Linked DNA regions of Pan troglodytes: region 2 is linked to region 1. Evidence: chromatin contacts called from public HiChIP or PLAC-seq data. All regions are on one chromosome and are shown on one strand. Each heading gives the region's core, a stretch centred on a gene start, on an enhancer-like site or on the middle of the called end of the contact. The rest is flanking DNA. Distances are from core to core; before and after follow the strand shown.

Region 1 (7,511 bases), core at 167-2,666:
GCTTTGTTCAGAATGTCCATTTGAAACTTAGACTGGAACTTTCTGTGCCCTAGTTTCTACATTAGCTAGGCCACAAAACAAAAAAAAAAAATTCTAAGGTTCTATCAGCCATATAGATCTCAGTCATCTTTTTAGTCATACTAGAACTCACCAAGTCCTCTTAACTGAAAGGACTCCTGGCCTACCACCAAAATGCTCATGTGTTAGGCTTTATATCTGGATTAAAGTCAAGTCAGCAAGAACTGGTCTCAGAGGAATTCATTCCTCCAGAGCAGAGGCAATGTGTGAGATTTAAGAACTCAGGCCTTAGCATCTGGCAGACCTTTAAATTTGAATCTTAGCTCGCTACTCGACATAGAGCAAGAAACATGAGTCTCAAATATAAATCAGGGAACAGCAGGACCAGAGCTGATGCAAAGGAAGCACCTCGCATTGTAGAAGGCACTCAATAGCTGCTTGGTATAGAGTAAATACATGCTTGGTTTTCAGTAAATAAATACTTGATATTGAAACGATTATTTCAGTCATTGATCCATGCACAAGAAAATTGTGCATCATAAACATTTTACTCTTGAGCAAACATCGATTATTAAAAACATATGTCCAAATTCATTATCCATTCTATTTAATTAAATGCTTGAGGCGCTTGGGGAGCTTACATTTGTGATCTAAGTCTGTGCGTTTTTCAAATGTATCTTTCGGAAGAGATTAAGACACTGCAATTTTAAGCAGGGCAGGTGGCTCACGCCTGTAATCCCAGCACTTTGGGAGGCTGAGGTGGGCAGATCCCTTGAGGCCAGGAGTTCAAGACCAGCCTGGGCAACAAAGCGAGACACTGTCTCCATAAAAAAAATTTTTTAATTAAAAAAAGTGCAATTTGAACACATGTCAATATACGATTACCTTTTAATTCAAATGTGTAGCTATCTATTGTGCTGGAATCAGGTGGGCAGCAGGTGAGCCCACTAGTGGCAAGTTGGTGTTCTGCGATGTGGCATACCCACTTCTTAAATGCACATTATTGCACTGTAATAAAAATCCTCCATATTCAGTGCTTTCATTGTGTATAATTATGTAAACTGTAGACAAAAAATATTCCTGAATTTGTGTGTGTGTGTGTGTGCGTGCGTGTGTGCGGATGCGCAATCCGAGATGGTTGTTAAAGCTCGAAAGCGAGTTTAGCCTCTAGAGTCGCCCCTCCTCCGAGGCCCAGCCGAGGTGGACTCGCACCGTCGCAAGACCGGCCAGGCGGTGGCAATGAAGAAAAAGCCAGTCTTGGTGCTAGGGACCCAGGTGTTCTCCGTCCCGCCCCTGCCTGGCAGCCCCGCCCCTCCCCCGCCCCGGGCCACGCCCCACCCTGGCCCAGCCCCCAAAAGTACCGTTTGCATCTCCCGTGAGCCTCTTCGACTGTCACTCTTTGGAAAAAAAAGTGACGTCTGCACTGAGGTGGCCGCTAAAGTGCGAATCACGACGGGCGGTGGCCGTTGGGTCCCGGCGGGAGGCGGGGTTTCCGCTCCCTGGGGCGCACGTCAGTCAGGAGGCGGAAGCGCAGCGGGGGCGGGAAGGTTGTAGTGCAGCGAGTTGAGCTCCTCTTGCCTAAGTGGTCGCGCCCCCTTTAAGAGCAGCGATTGTAAGGAGAGGCAGTCCCGGTGTCCTCGGGTCCCAGGTAAGTACGACAGTCTGGAGGCACCGGGCAATAGAAAAGTGTGGCTCCGGTGCTAACCTGTCGCCGCCGTCTTTGTTGCTACAGGCAGCGACCTCCCTTCCGACCTTGCCACCCAACATTTCTGGCTCCTACTTGCTTCCTTCGTCTCGTTCACAGCCCAGGCCCAGCCGGCTCTGCACATCCGTAGGCAGGGACCTTTCTGGCACGCCAGTCTACCCTGTCACAAGATGGCCCTGTTGTCCTCCAGTCCTAACCCCGCATTGCTCGCTCTGTGTTTCAGCCGCTGGAGACACCTAACGATTCATTTACTAAAAACCGGTGTCTGTTTTCTATCCCTTGTGTCTTTCCCGGGCTCCCTAGACTAAGGCATCACTCTTTGCTGCCAATCAAATCAATTCTTTGCCTCCGGCACTGTGCCCACCTTTTAAAGAGCGGGTTTGTTAAGCTTTTTTTTTTTTTAATTAATAGTATGGTTGCTTGAATAAGACTTTATTTTCCCTTCTGATTATATGTTCCTTGAAAGCAGGATTAGGGTCTTGCCCATCTTGGATCTCCCCAGGATTTAGTACGAAAGCACGAAGTTTGGAAACCAGCAGCCCAAATAATTCTTACTAGCTCTATGACCCTGGGTACGGTTTCCTCATCTATAAAATGGTGATAAATAAATAAAGGAACTAATTTCGAGCATCTTACACAGTGTATGGTGCAGAGCAGATACAGTACTCCTTTACCTTTTTTAGCTTTCAGTGTACACAGTAGTTTTTGGGTATGTGTTTTAGACGAATGCAGAGACACCATAGATGAATGATTTTTCTTCCTAGCACCATGATTATATTGACTCTATCAATTGGTTGATATATTTGGTAAATACAACCTAATGATGTTTATTAAAGACAGTAATTCTAAATGGTATGAACATCTGCAAGAATAAACAATGCCATATTTAATTAAATGCTTGAGGCACTAGCAGAGTTTACATTTGTTTCAGTCCGTGTACATTTCAAATGTATCTTTCTTTCTTTCTTTTTTTTTTTTTTTTTTTGAGACCGAGTCTCGCTGTCTCGGTCTGTGGCCCAAGCTGGAGTGCAGTGGCGCGATCTCGGCTCACTGCAACCTCCGCCACCGGGGTTCAAGCGATTCTCCTGTCTCGCCCTCCCGAGTAGCTGGGACTGCAGGCGCTTGCCACCACACCCGGCTGATTTTTTTTTTTAATTTTATTTTTAGTAGAGACTGGGTTTCACCATGTTAGCCAGGATGGTCTCGATCTGCTGACCTCGTGATCCGCCCGCCTCGGCCTCCCAAAGTGCTGGGATTACAGGCGTGAGCCACCGCGCCCGGCACAAATGTATCTTTCTGAAGAGATTAAGAAACAGCAAACATTTCATTGTAAGGAGGCTAGCTGTTCCTTTTAGTTTGTGATTAAAATATGGTGCATTGTATATGTGTGTACACATATTTTACAGGTGATTGTGAAGTGCTGACCAATTGCCACTGGACATACTTGAAACAAAATAGGAAAATGGCAGCAAACTCTTCAGGACAAGGTAATGACAGCAGGAATTTCTTTACTATGAACATTTCCCCAATATAGTAAATGTATTTGAATAAGAGAAAATTTAGTATAGGGCAGTTACTGTAGCCAGAATTTAAAAAATGAATAGCAGGCCGGGAGCGGTGGCTCACGCCTGTAATCCCAGTACTTTGGGAGGCCAAGGCGGGTGGACTGCTTGAGGTCAGGAACCCCGTCTCTACTAAAATACAAAAATTAGCTGGGCATGGTGGCGGGCGCCTGTAATCCTAGCTACTAGGGAGGCTGAGGCAGGAGAATTTCTTGAACCCAGGAGGCGGAGGTTGCAGTGAGCCAAGATTGCACCACTGCACTGCAGCCTGGGCGACAGAGTGAGACCCCGTCTCAAAAAAAGAAAAAGAAAAAAAGAAGAACAGCAAAGTAAAACTCTAAATTTGAAATACACTTGTGCTGAATAATGATGTTTAGGTCAATGACAGACTGCTTATAGGATGGTGGTCCCATAAGATTATAATGGAGCTGAAAAATTTCAGTCGCCTAAGTGACATCTTGATAATCCTGACCCTGTGTAAGCCTAGGCTAATGTGTTTGTTTGTGTCTTCATTTTTAACAAAGAAGTTTAAAAAGTAAAAAAAAATAAAAATTTTAAAAATAGAAAACTTTTAGAATAAAGATATAAAGAAAATACTTTTTTTTTTTTTTTGAGATGGAATTTCGCTCTTGTTGCCCAGGCTGGAGTGCAATGGCATGATCTTGGCTCACTGCAACCTCTGCCTCCCGGGTTCAAGCAATCCTCCTGCCTCAACCTCCCGAGGAGCTGGGATTACAGGCACGCGCCATCACGCTCGGCTAATTTTGTATTTTTAGTAGAGACGGGGTTTCTCCATGTTGGTCAGGCTGGTCTCAAACTCCTGACCTCAGGTGATCCGCCCGCCTTGGCCTCCCAAAGTGCTGGGATTACAGGCATGAGCCACTGTGCCTGGCCCAGTGTTTTGTGTTTTAAGCTAAGCGTTATTACAAAAGTCAAAAAGTTAAAAAAATTTAAAAGTTTATAAAATAAAGTTACAGTAAGCTAAGGTTAATGTATTATTGAAGAAAGAAAAATTAAATAAATTTAGTGCAGCCTAAGTGTACAGTGTTTATAAGTATACAGTACTATATACTAATGTCCTAGACTTTCACATTCACTCACAACTCACTCACTGACTCACCCAGAGCAGCTTCAGTCCTGAAAGTTCCATGCATCCATGCATGGTAAATGCCCTATACAGGTATACCATTTTTTGTCTTTTAAACCGTGTGTGTGTGTGTGTGTGTGTGTGTGTGTGTGTGTGTATGTGTGTATGTATGTGTGTATTTTAAGATCTCAATTGGCTTTATTTGTGATTCTAGAATCAGGCAACACTTCATTTCATGAAATAGAATAAGTGTTCCCTAAACCATATTTTTACTGTACCTTTTCTATGTTGAGATACACAAATATTTAGCATTGTATTACAGTTGCCTACACTATTCAGTACAGTAACATGCTGTACACGTTTGTAGCCTTGGAGCAACAGACTGTACCGTACAGCCTAGGTTGTGTAGTAGGCTATACCATCTGTGTTTGTGTAAGTACACTCTGATGTTTGCATAACACAAAATCACCTAACAATGAATTTCTCAGAATGTATCCCTGTTGTTAAGCAACATATGATGGTAGATCTGACATTGGATCAGATATACAACATCCTTTATATTATTAATCTTATATTTTAATCTATTTTAAGATTATTTACATTGAAATTGTATTCACATTATTCACCTTATGGCCTCTTCTGACATCTATGTTTGCTTGCTCTTTTACTTGAAATCAGAACCACTTTTAAAGAAGTTTTATTGTCATCACACATTATCTGTGCCTTTATCTTCGTTGCTGTAAAAACTTTTGTACACATTTCACCTGTGTTAAGATAGCTCCAAAACAAATCAAGTCAGACACATTTGCTGCTATCAAGGAGTTTTTATTTTAAAATGTGTATAAAAGTAAAATTTACTCTCTATAAAGTATTGAATCTCACTTGGCAAGTAGTTAACCGCTTAACTACTTGAAGGACGCCTCTATTTCCGTTCTGTATCAAGTCTGAATTCCTGTTTGACTCTATGTATGTTTGACCCATCTTCATATTTTTAAATTACTCATCTCTGTTCTGATTTTTTTAATCTTAGTTTTGTCTTAAACTTATGGACTCTTAAAGTGTATACTCATTTGGTCCAGCTTCTTTCATTGACCATACTGTCTGTGAGATTCATCCATATTGTGCATGGATCAGTAGTTCATTCCTTGTTATTGTGGAGTAGCATTCCATGGTATGACTTTATCACATTTTGTTTATTCATTCTTCTGTTTGTAAACTTTGGGGTTGTCTCAGTTTTGGCTGTTGTGAATAAAGCTGCTATGAGCATTTATAAGTCTCTTTTGCAGGTACTTTTTTTTTTTTTTTTTTTGAGATGGAGTTTTGCTCTTGTTGCCCAAGCTGGAGTGCAATAGCGTGATGTCAGCTCACTGCAACCTCCACCTCCTCGGTTCAAGCGATTCTCCTGCCTCAGCCTCCTGAGTAGCTGGGATTACAGGCGCGTGCCACTGCGCCTGGCTAATTTTTTTGTAGAAACGGGGTTTCACCATGTTAGCCAGGCTGGTCTTGAACTCCTGACCTCAGGTGATCCGCCTGCCTCGGCCTCCCAAAGTGCTGGGATTACAGGCATGAGCCACTGCGCCCGGCCTCAGATACCTTTTTTTTAAGAGAAAGGGTCTTGTTCTGTTGCTCAGGCTGGGCTCTGAGGTGGATGAAGCTCACTGCAGCCTCAAACTCCTGGGCTCAAGCGATCCTCCCACCTCTACCTTCCAAAGTGCTGGGACTGCATGCATGCATCACCATGCCTGGCTAATGTTTTTATTTTTTGTAGAGAGAGGGTCTTGCTTTGTTGGCTGGGCTGGTCTTGAACTCCTGGCCTCAAGAAATCCTCCCACCTCGGCCTCCCAAAATGTTGGGATTACAGGCATGAGCCACCATGCTGGGCCACTTGTACCATTTTATTATTTTAGTATATGCGCTGCCGAAGCGAGCTCTCTTTGTACTGTTTTATATTCTCTCCAGCAATATGTGAATATTCTGGTTGATTCACATTTACTGTTGTCAGTCGTTAATTTTAGCCATTCTAGAATGTATGAAGTAGTATCTCATTGTAGTATTAAAATGCATTTCCTTGATGACAAATGCTGAGCACTTTCGTTGTACTTATTGGCCATTGTAAATCTTCCTTTATGAAGTATTTGTTCAAATCTTTTACTCATTTTTTAAAAATTGGGTTATTTCTTTTATTAGCAAGTTGTTTTGTTTTCATTTTTCGGTCTGGATACAAGTCCTTTGTCGGATATGTTTTGCACGTATTTCCTCCCAGTCTCGCTTGCCTTTTCGTGTTCTTAATGGTGGTGTTCTTATCCTGTATGTAATGTGTTATTTTTCTCTGGCTGCTTTTAGGATTTTCTCTTTGTATTTCAGTGGTCTGACTATGGTATGCCTAGAGGTGGTTTTCTTGTTTGGGGTTTGTTGAGCTTTTTGGATCTGTAGGTTGATGTCTTTCACTAAATTTGGGATGTTTCCATCCATTATTCAAATACTCCAAGGCTCTGCTTATTTTTCCTCAATATTTTTTTCTGTGTTTTTCAGATTGGATAATTTCTAATGCTCTAACTTTAATAACTTCTGCCATCTCCAATCTGCTGTTCATTCAATCCAGTGAACATTTTGTTTCAATTTACTTTTTAGCTCTAGAATTTCCACTTGGTCCTTTTCCATAGTTATACTTCTTTGCTAAAATACCCCTTTTATTTATTATGTCTTTTTCCCTTAAGTCTTTGAACATATTTATAATGGCTGATTTTAAATCCTTGACTGCTAATTATATATTTGGGGTTATCTTGGAGTTGGTTTTTGTTGACAGCATTTTGGTGCATATGCATCACGTTTTCCTTTTTCTTCTTTTAAGTCGTGATTTGTTATTGGGTACTGGACATTGTGGAAACTCTGGATTCTGTTATATTCTTCTGAAATGTGATTTTTGTTCTAGCAGACAGCTTGTCTCAACTCATACTCAACTCCAAACTCTTGTCTCTCCTGTGTTGGGCAGAAATCTTGCAGTGTTTTTCAGCTTCCACCTGCTGCTTTATTGATGGGCTGCCTGGGATCTCCCCTGGATATGTGTAGTTCAGCAGTGAGTGAAACTTTGAGTGGATTTTATATGCATGAATTGGGCTTTATTCCTTCTGCCTCTCCC
Region 2 (6,976 bases), core at 3,349-5,848, 340 kb after region 1:
CAGCCTCCCAAGTAGCTGGGACCACAGGCTAAAGTGATTTTTAATGTAAGTATTTACAAGAAAATGTCCCAACTATTGCTGTAAAAAAAAGCCATATCTCTTTGCTTTGAGTATAGCTTGATTGATTCCCAGTAGGAGAAAGGGCATTTTCTTCCTCACTCAGAGTCTCTGGCATTGGCAGAAAAAAAAGCAAACATAACCCTGATCTGTGCCAGTAAGGAAGTCCTCCAGCTCCAAAGCATTAGTACCAGAATATAGAAGGCAAGAGCACTTCAAAGAAGGCTCCAAATTTCTTAGTATTATTGATAGATGGCTAAAACTTGCTGATGAAGAGCTAACTTACAGTTTAATTTACTAAAATTCTCTGGTACCCCAAAATCAGGTAAAAGTACTGAAATTTTTAGTAAAAGGAAGAACAACTGTTTCCAAAAAACTATACAAATTATTCTAAACTTCATTTGGAAAAGTAAATACCCAAGTATAACCAGGAAAATTCTGAAAAATAATCCAAATGTGGTGGGAACTAGCTTTCCCACATATTAAAACATTTTGTAAAACTAGAGCAATTAAAATAGTTTGGGCTGGGTAGAGTGGCTCACATCTGTAATCCTAGCACTTCGGGGGCTGAGGCAGGAGGATCACTTGAGCCCAGGAGTTTGAGACCAGCCTGGGCAACAAAGTGAGACTCCTCTACAAAAAAATTTTTAAAAAATAGCCAGGCATTATGGCGCATGTCTACAGTCCCACCTAATTGGGAAAATGAGCTGGGAGGACTGCTTAACCCCAGGAGATCAAGGCTGCAGTGACCTATGATGGTGCCAATGCACCCCAGCCTGGGTGACAGAGCGAGGCCCTGTCTCAATTAATTAATTAAGTAAACAGTCTGGTACTGGTACATGAATAGAAACTAAAGTAGCAGAGCAGAAAGTCCAGAAACAGAGCGCTATATGTGCAAGAATTTAATATACGACAGAGGTAGAATTTCGAGCAGAAGAGAAAAGATTAACTCTTAGGTCAATGCTGCTAGGACAAATGAGCAGCCATCTGAAGAAAAATCAAGTGGGCTTCCTAACTCACTTCCTGAAAGAAATCTCAGGGGGATAAAAAATCTGACTATAAAAAATATAGACAATACAAATATATTTGAAAAATACAAAAATATAAGACCATAAAAATATTAGCAGAAAACTAATTTAAAAAGATCTGCCCAGGCACGGTGGCTCACACCTGTAATCCCAGCATGTTGGGATGCCGAGTCAGGAGGATTACTTGAGGTCAGGAGTTTGAGACCAGCCTGGCCAACATGGTGAAACCCCATCTCTACTAAAATTACAAAAATTAGCCAGGCATGGTGGTGTGCGCCTGTAATCCCAGCTACTTGTGAGGCTAAGGCAGGAGAATCACTTAAACCTGGGAGGCAGAGGTTGCAGTGAAACGAGATCGCACCACTGCACTCAAGCCTGGGCAACAGAGCAAGATTCCATCTCAAAGAAAGAAAGAAAGATCTCGGTTTAACTCAAAGGCTTACAGAGCAAGACTCCATCTCAAAAAAAAAAAAAAAAGATCTTGGTTTAACTCAAAAATGCAAAAGCCTTGAGAGACTGATAACTCTGGCTTCACAAAAACATGTTTCTCCATGTTAAATAAACAGTATAATCAAAGTCCAGATGCAACATGAAAAACTGTGGAAAATATTTGTAATGTGATAAAAGACAAATTTTTAAAATACACAGAGCCCTCAGAGATTAATGAAAAACCTCATTTGTTAAGCCAGACAAATATAAAGATACATAGATGGCTTCAAACCAGGGTTTCTCAACCTCTGCACTACTGACCTTTTGGACTACATAATTCTTTGTTGTACGGAATGCTTGTGAATTGTAGGATGTGCACCAGCATCCCTGTACTCTACTCACGAGATGCCATTAGCATCCCCATTCAATTGTGACTATCAAAAATGTCTTGAGATATTACCAAATGTCCTCTGGGGATCAAACTGTCCCTGGTTTAAATACACAAAGAGATCCAAATCCACACTTGTGATAAAATAAACGCAAATTTTAACAATAATGAGGTGACACTTTTTTCTCTAATTAGATTTTCATCATTAACTATTTTGCAGTTAGCCAACAAGTGGGATTAGAGGATCTCATTTATCCTTTTGGGTGTGCAACCCTTCTGGAGGGTCATCTGGCAATATCTATCAAAATATAAAGTGCATTTACTCTTTTTTCTTTTTGAGACAGACTCTCACTCTCTCACGCAGGGTGGAGGGCAGGGCAGTGGCATGATCTCGGCTCACTGCGACCTCCGCCTCCAGGTTCAAGCGGTTCTCCTGCCTCAGCCTCCTGAGTAGCTGGGATTACAGGTGCCCGCCACCAGGTCCAGCTAATTTTTGTATTTGTAATTTTTGTAATTTTGTAGTTTTAGTGGAGACGGAGTTTCACCATGTTGGCCAGGCTGGTCTCGAACTCTTGACCTCCAGTGATCCGCCCGCCTCGGCCTCCCAAAGTGCTGGGACTACAGGCGTGAGCCACTGCGCCCAGCCACATTTACTCTTTGATCCAGTAATTTCACTTCCAGGAGTTTATCCTACATATACACTTATATATGTGCAAATAGATAAATACAAGTATAATTATGGAAGCAAAAAGAGTATCCAAAAAACTGGAAACAGTCTAGTATCCAACAATAGGGAACAGGTTAAATAAACAAAGGTATATTCATATACAGGTTGAGCAAACCAAATCTGAAAACCTGAAATCCGAACACGTCTGGAACCAAGCATTTTGGATAATGGATACTCAAGCTGTTACGGAATATTATGCAACCATTAAAAAGGAGGAGGGGCCAGGCGCAGTGGCTTACGCCTGTAATCCCAGCACTTTGGGAGGCCGAGGCAGACGGATCACGAGGTCATGAGATCGAGACCATCCTGGCTAACATGGTGAAACCCCGTCTGTACTAAAAATACAAAAAAATCAGCAGGGCTTGGTGGCACGCGCCTGAAGTCCCAGCTACTCGGGAGGCTGAGGCAGGAGAACTGCGGGAGGCGGAGGCTGCCGTGAGCCGAGATCATGCCACTGCACTCCAGACTGGAAGACAGAGCGAGACTCCATCTCAAAAGAAAAAAAAAAGAAGGCGGAAGATCTGCATGTACTAAAAATGTATGTCTCTGGGCACAGCGGTGCATGCCTGTAATCCTAAATACTCCAGAGGCTAAGAAGGGAGGAACATCAGCCTGGGAGTTCGAGGCTACAGGCCAGTCTGGGCAACATGGGAGACCCTGTCTTTAAAAAAAACAAAGAAAGAATGTCCCAAGACATACCAACTAAAAGTAGCAAGACCAAGAATAGAGTTTGCTGCTATTTTTAAGAAAGGGTGTGTGTGTGTGTGTGTGTGTGTGTGTGTGTGTGTGTGTGTATCCGGATGTATACAAAATATGTTCATACACGCATGAAATAGAAACGTAAGTAACTGGGGAACTAGATTTTAGGGATGGGGAGACTCACTTTTTACCCTATACTCTTTGAACTGTTTTAAGTCTTTGGCTATATGCCTGCATGTTTCAGGCAAATTACAAAATCTGACAACACCTCACTCAACTCAAGATACCCAGACCTTACATAAACCAGAAAGTAGAATGGTGGTTGCCAATGTACGAGCGGAGGTGGGGAAGAGTTGTTTCATGGATAGAGTTTCAGCTTGCAGATGAAAAAAGTTCTGGAGATTGACCGCACAACGATATGAATCTACTTAACACTACTGAAGTGTACACTTAAAAAACGGTTAAGATGGCAGATTTTGTACGTGTTTTAACACAATTTTTTAAGGTGAAAAAAAAATCCCCCAAAGATACCCATGTTTAAAGATCGGTTTAGTTTCTAATTTGGAAATCATTTTTTAAACACTCCATTATTACTCTAGAATTGAGCGTCAGGAACAAGTGAAAACTCTTTAAACTCTGGAGCTGCTCCTGCGACCTTTCACCTAGAACTCACACGCATTCGGCCAGGCACGCACTCCTGCTAAACTCAGGGAGGACCGGCACTGGGGGCGGCGTGGTGACTCCCCCTCGGCCCTTTACCCGTGGAAAAGGTTTCTACACTGCTGCCATCCTGTAATACAAAAGTTTGTGTTCCTTTTCACACGTTACCGCAGATTCTCGGTGCACAGTGCCCAGCGCGGACCAGAGCTCAGAGCGTGCCCAGGCAGTATCCTTGACCTCCCACAGCCGGGCCGGCCAGCCCGGGCGATCCGCGGCGGCCCCACCGAGACGCGCCCTTCGCCCGACAGGGTCTCTCCCCGCGCCGCCCCTACCCCCTTACCCGGTGTTGGGTAACATGACTTTCGTAGATCAGAGGAGGTGGCGGCGACAGCGGCGGCGGCGAGCAGAGAGCTAAAGCTGGACCGTCCCTCCGCATTTATCCCCGCCCCTGCCCCGCCCCTGCCCCCCCGAGGCCTGTGCGGGAACTGCGCGCGGAAAAGCCGGGATCGCCGAGTGCGCCTGCGTATGCAGTGGGCCTCCCGCGCCCAGCGTTCCTCTTCGTCGCCTCCCAAGCCTGGTCCCTGATTGCAGGCTCTCCGCGCAGGCGCTTTGAGGCACAGCTCCGCCCCGCCCCCTCACTGGTTGTACGGTGACAATCAGGCTCCCGTCGGCGCCTAGCATCTGGGCAACGTCAGCCGCTACGTCCACCTTTTCCCGGTCTCTAGGGGTTTCTCCTCGCGCCGCTGTGTTCCAGCGCCGGCTCTGAGCTGGGAGGGTGACTGAGCCCTGAGCTTGGGCCCTCCGAGAGGTGCTTTAGCTCTGGGTCTTCTTGCCCCTACGCCCGAGCCTGGCGCTCTCTCGGCCCCCTCTTAGGAACGCTAGCCCTGGGCAGAAATTGCCTTTGTGGCTGAAGTCGGCCAGCGTCGCGTTTCCACTCTCCCGCCGAATCTGGACCCAAGCCAGCCTCCCCTTGTGCATCGGTAGATAGCTTGTGTTAAGGCGCCAGCTTCTTGGAACAGAGCTCTCTGCAAAAGTCGCGCTGAAGAATTCATAGTCAAAAGCTGAACTTGCAGAAGTTTTTACTTCTGGAATGAGTGTTGAAATGAGATCAATTCTGACATTCAGTTTCGCTTTTGGGATTATGCCTTGGACTAACTCAGCTACTCTGATGAGCTAAAGACTGTAGTATATTTGGAGGAAGACACGAGGAACTGTTTTGTATTTTGTAGGGATAGAACAGGACCTTGAGGAGATTATTATATGAAGACTAGTTAAAGAAACTACCCTGGAGATGGCTTATGTACTCTCTCCTTTGTTTTTGTTTTGTTTTTTGAGACGGAGTCTCGCTGTCGCCCACGCTGAAGTGCAGTGGCGCGGATCTCGGCTCATTGTAACCTCCGCCTCCCGGGTTCAAGTGATTCTCCTCCCTCAGCCTCCGGAGTAGCTGGGACTACAGGCATGCATCACCACGCCTGGCTAATTTTTTTGTGTTTTTAGTAGAGACGGGGTTTCGCCATGTTGGGCTGGCTGGTCTCGAGCTCTTGACCTCAAATGATTGGCCCGCCTCGGCCTCCCAAAGTGCTGGGATTACAGGCGTGAGCCTCCGCGCCCGGCCTCTCTCCCCTTTGTTATGGGCCCTAAATGACTCTATTTCCTCCTGCATATCACCTGCCCGACTCCTGTAGGCATTTGAATTGATGATTCATGATATGGTCTTTAGAGGCTCCAGAGGAATTTGCAAATTATTATCATCCACTAAGTGATTGCTGATTACCTGAGATACAGCAGCTCAAAAAGGACAAGGTCTCTGCCTATGGGAGGTATGAGTCTCCAGTGTGTTCTTTAGACTGTTGTTAAGCATTAGGTGTTTTAAGAAGAGTGTTGATAGAGACTGTTAGATGAAAATAACTTACTCTCCTCTCATCCTTAGGAGCACTTGCTGAAGCGTGTATATATCTGTCGAATAGAGTGAATTCTTAGTAATGGGGTGACATTTCCTTCATATCATCTAAAATGTTCTCTCCTTTTTGAAAGCCACAATATCTTCAGTCTGTTAGAGCCTCCTTTCTTGAATTTGTGTGCTTCTATTTCCATTTGTTACGGAAAGAGAGCTCAACGAAGAGGCAAAACAAACAAAAAACCTTTGCCAATTTTTCAGTCATAACGATATTTTGTGAGCCTAAATACCTGTACTTATACTATTTTTATACTTTGCGATGGCTTTCACAGAAGGCAAATTTATTCCTAAATTATTAGAAGTAGTTTTACTAAGCAAGTTTAAATCCATTGTATTCAGTACTTTGACTAGAGTTCATTTAAAGTGTGATTTGGAGTTACCCATGACCTTCTACCCCATTACCTTGATTAACCTAGTGTTAGATTAATGCTACAGGTGAGGAATGGGTGAAGAAGGAGAGGACTTGTGAACATAATTAGATCTTCATTTTGGAAGGTGAATAATTTTGGCTTAGAAAGAACACTTCTGACTGCAGCATGAAGAATAGTTTGTGAGTAGATAAAGGCACAGAAGCCATTTAAAAGCCCATAGTAATGTAATGTGTAAGAAAAGTAGTAACCTGAACTAAGGCAGTAATAGTGGAAATGAAAAGACATACTCAAGATATGGAACCTGGCAGATGTAACTAATGATTAGATGTGGAGCAAAGGGGGAAGATGGTATCAGTGGTGACCTTCAGATTTCTGGTGTAAAGTCCTGGGAGGATGGTGATAACACAGTAAAGAAGTGAAAACAAATGGTTTGAAAAATAGATGTCTTGAAAGTCAGGTAAGTCTCACTCATTTCACCCCTTCTCAGCTTGATAAAGCTACCTAAAAATGCAAGTTTCTTGACAGACTACTGGTTACAATACATTCTCCCAACCAATTTATCTCCCTTAGGTTTTGGTTATATGCAACATTAACCTAATTTGGCTAATTTAAACCAAATTAAAGGGGTTGGAGAATTTAGAAGAATTCCGGGATAGTTTA

Evidence for each region. HiChIP or PLAC-seq counts read pairs in DNA pulled down with a chosen protein or histone mark.
Region 2: an H3K4me3 HiChIP or PLAC-seq map of stem cell-derived excitatory neurons shows a contact between it and region 1, with 8 times the contacts expected there. The contact joins the promoter of HSDL2 here to the promoter of INIP in region 1. A contact is called at or near these places in 1 of 7 Hi-C or Micro-C datasets (stem cell-derived neural progenitor cells) and 1 of 1 datasets of contacts at active chromatin or transcription factors (stem cell-derived excitatory neurons).

What each region holds. Positions count from the first base shown.
Region 1 is chr11:25,763,015-25,770,525 of NHGRI_mPanTro3-v2.0_pri, forward strand. It overlaps INIP (INTS3 and NABP interacting protein), which reads left to right and starts at 1,417. Exons shown (of 5, transcript NM_001242593.1): 1 at 1,417-1,666; 2 at 3,130-3,210. The coding sequence starts at 3,186.
Region 2 is chr11:26,096,225-26,103,200 of NHGRI_mPanTro3-v2.0_pri, forward strand. It overlaps HSDL2 (hydroxysteroid dehydrogenase like 2), which reads right to left and starts at 4,599. Exons shown (of 11, transcript NM_001199077.3): 1 at 4,329-4,599. The coding sequence starts at 4,345. It also overlaps a transcript of PTBP3 not described here.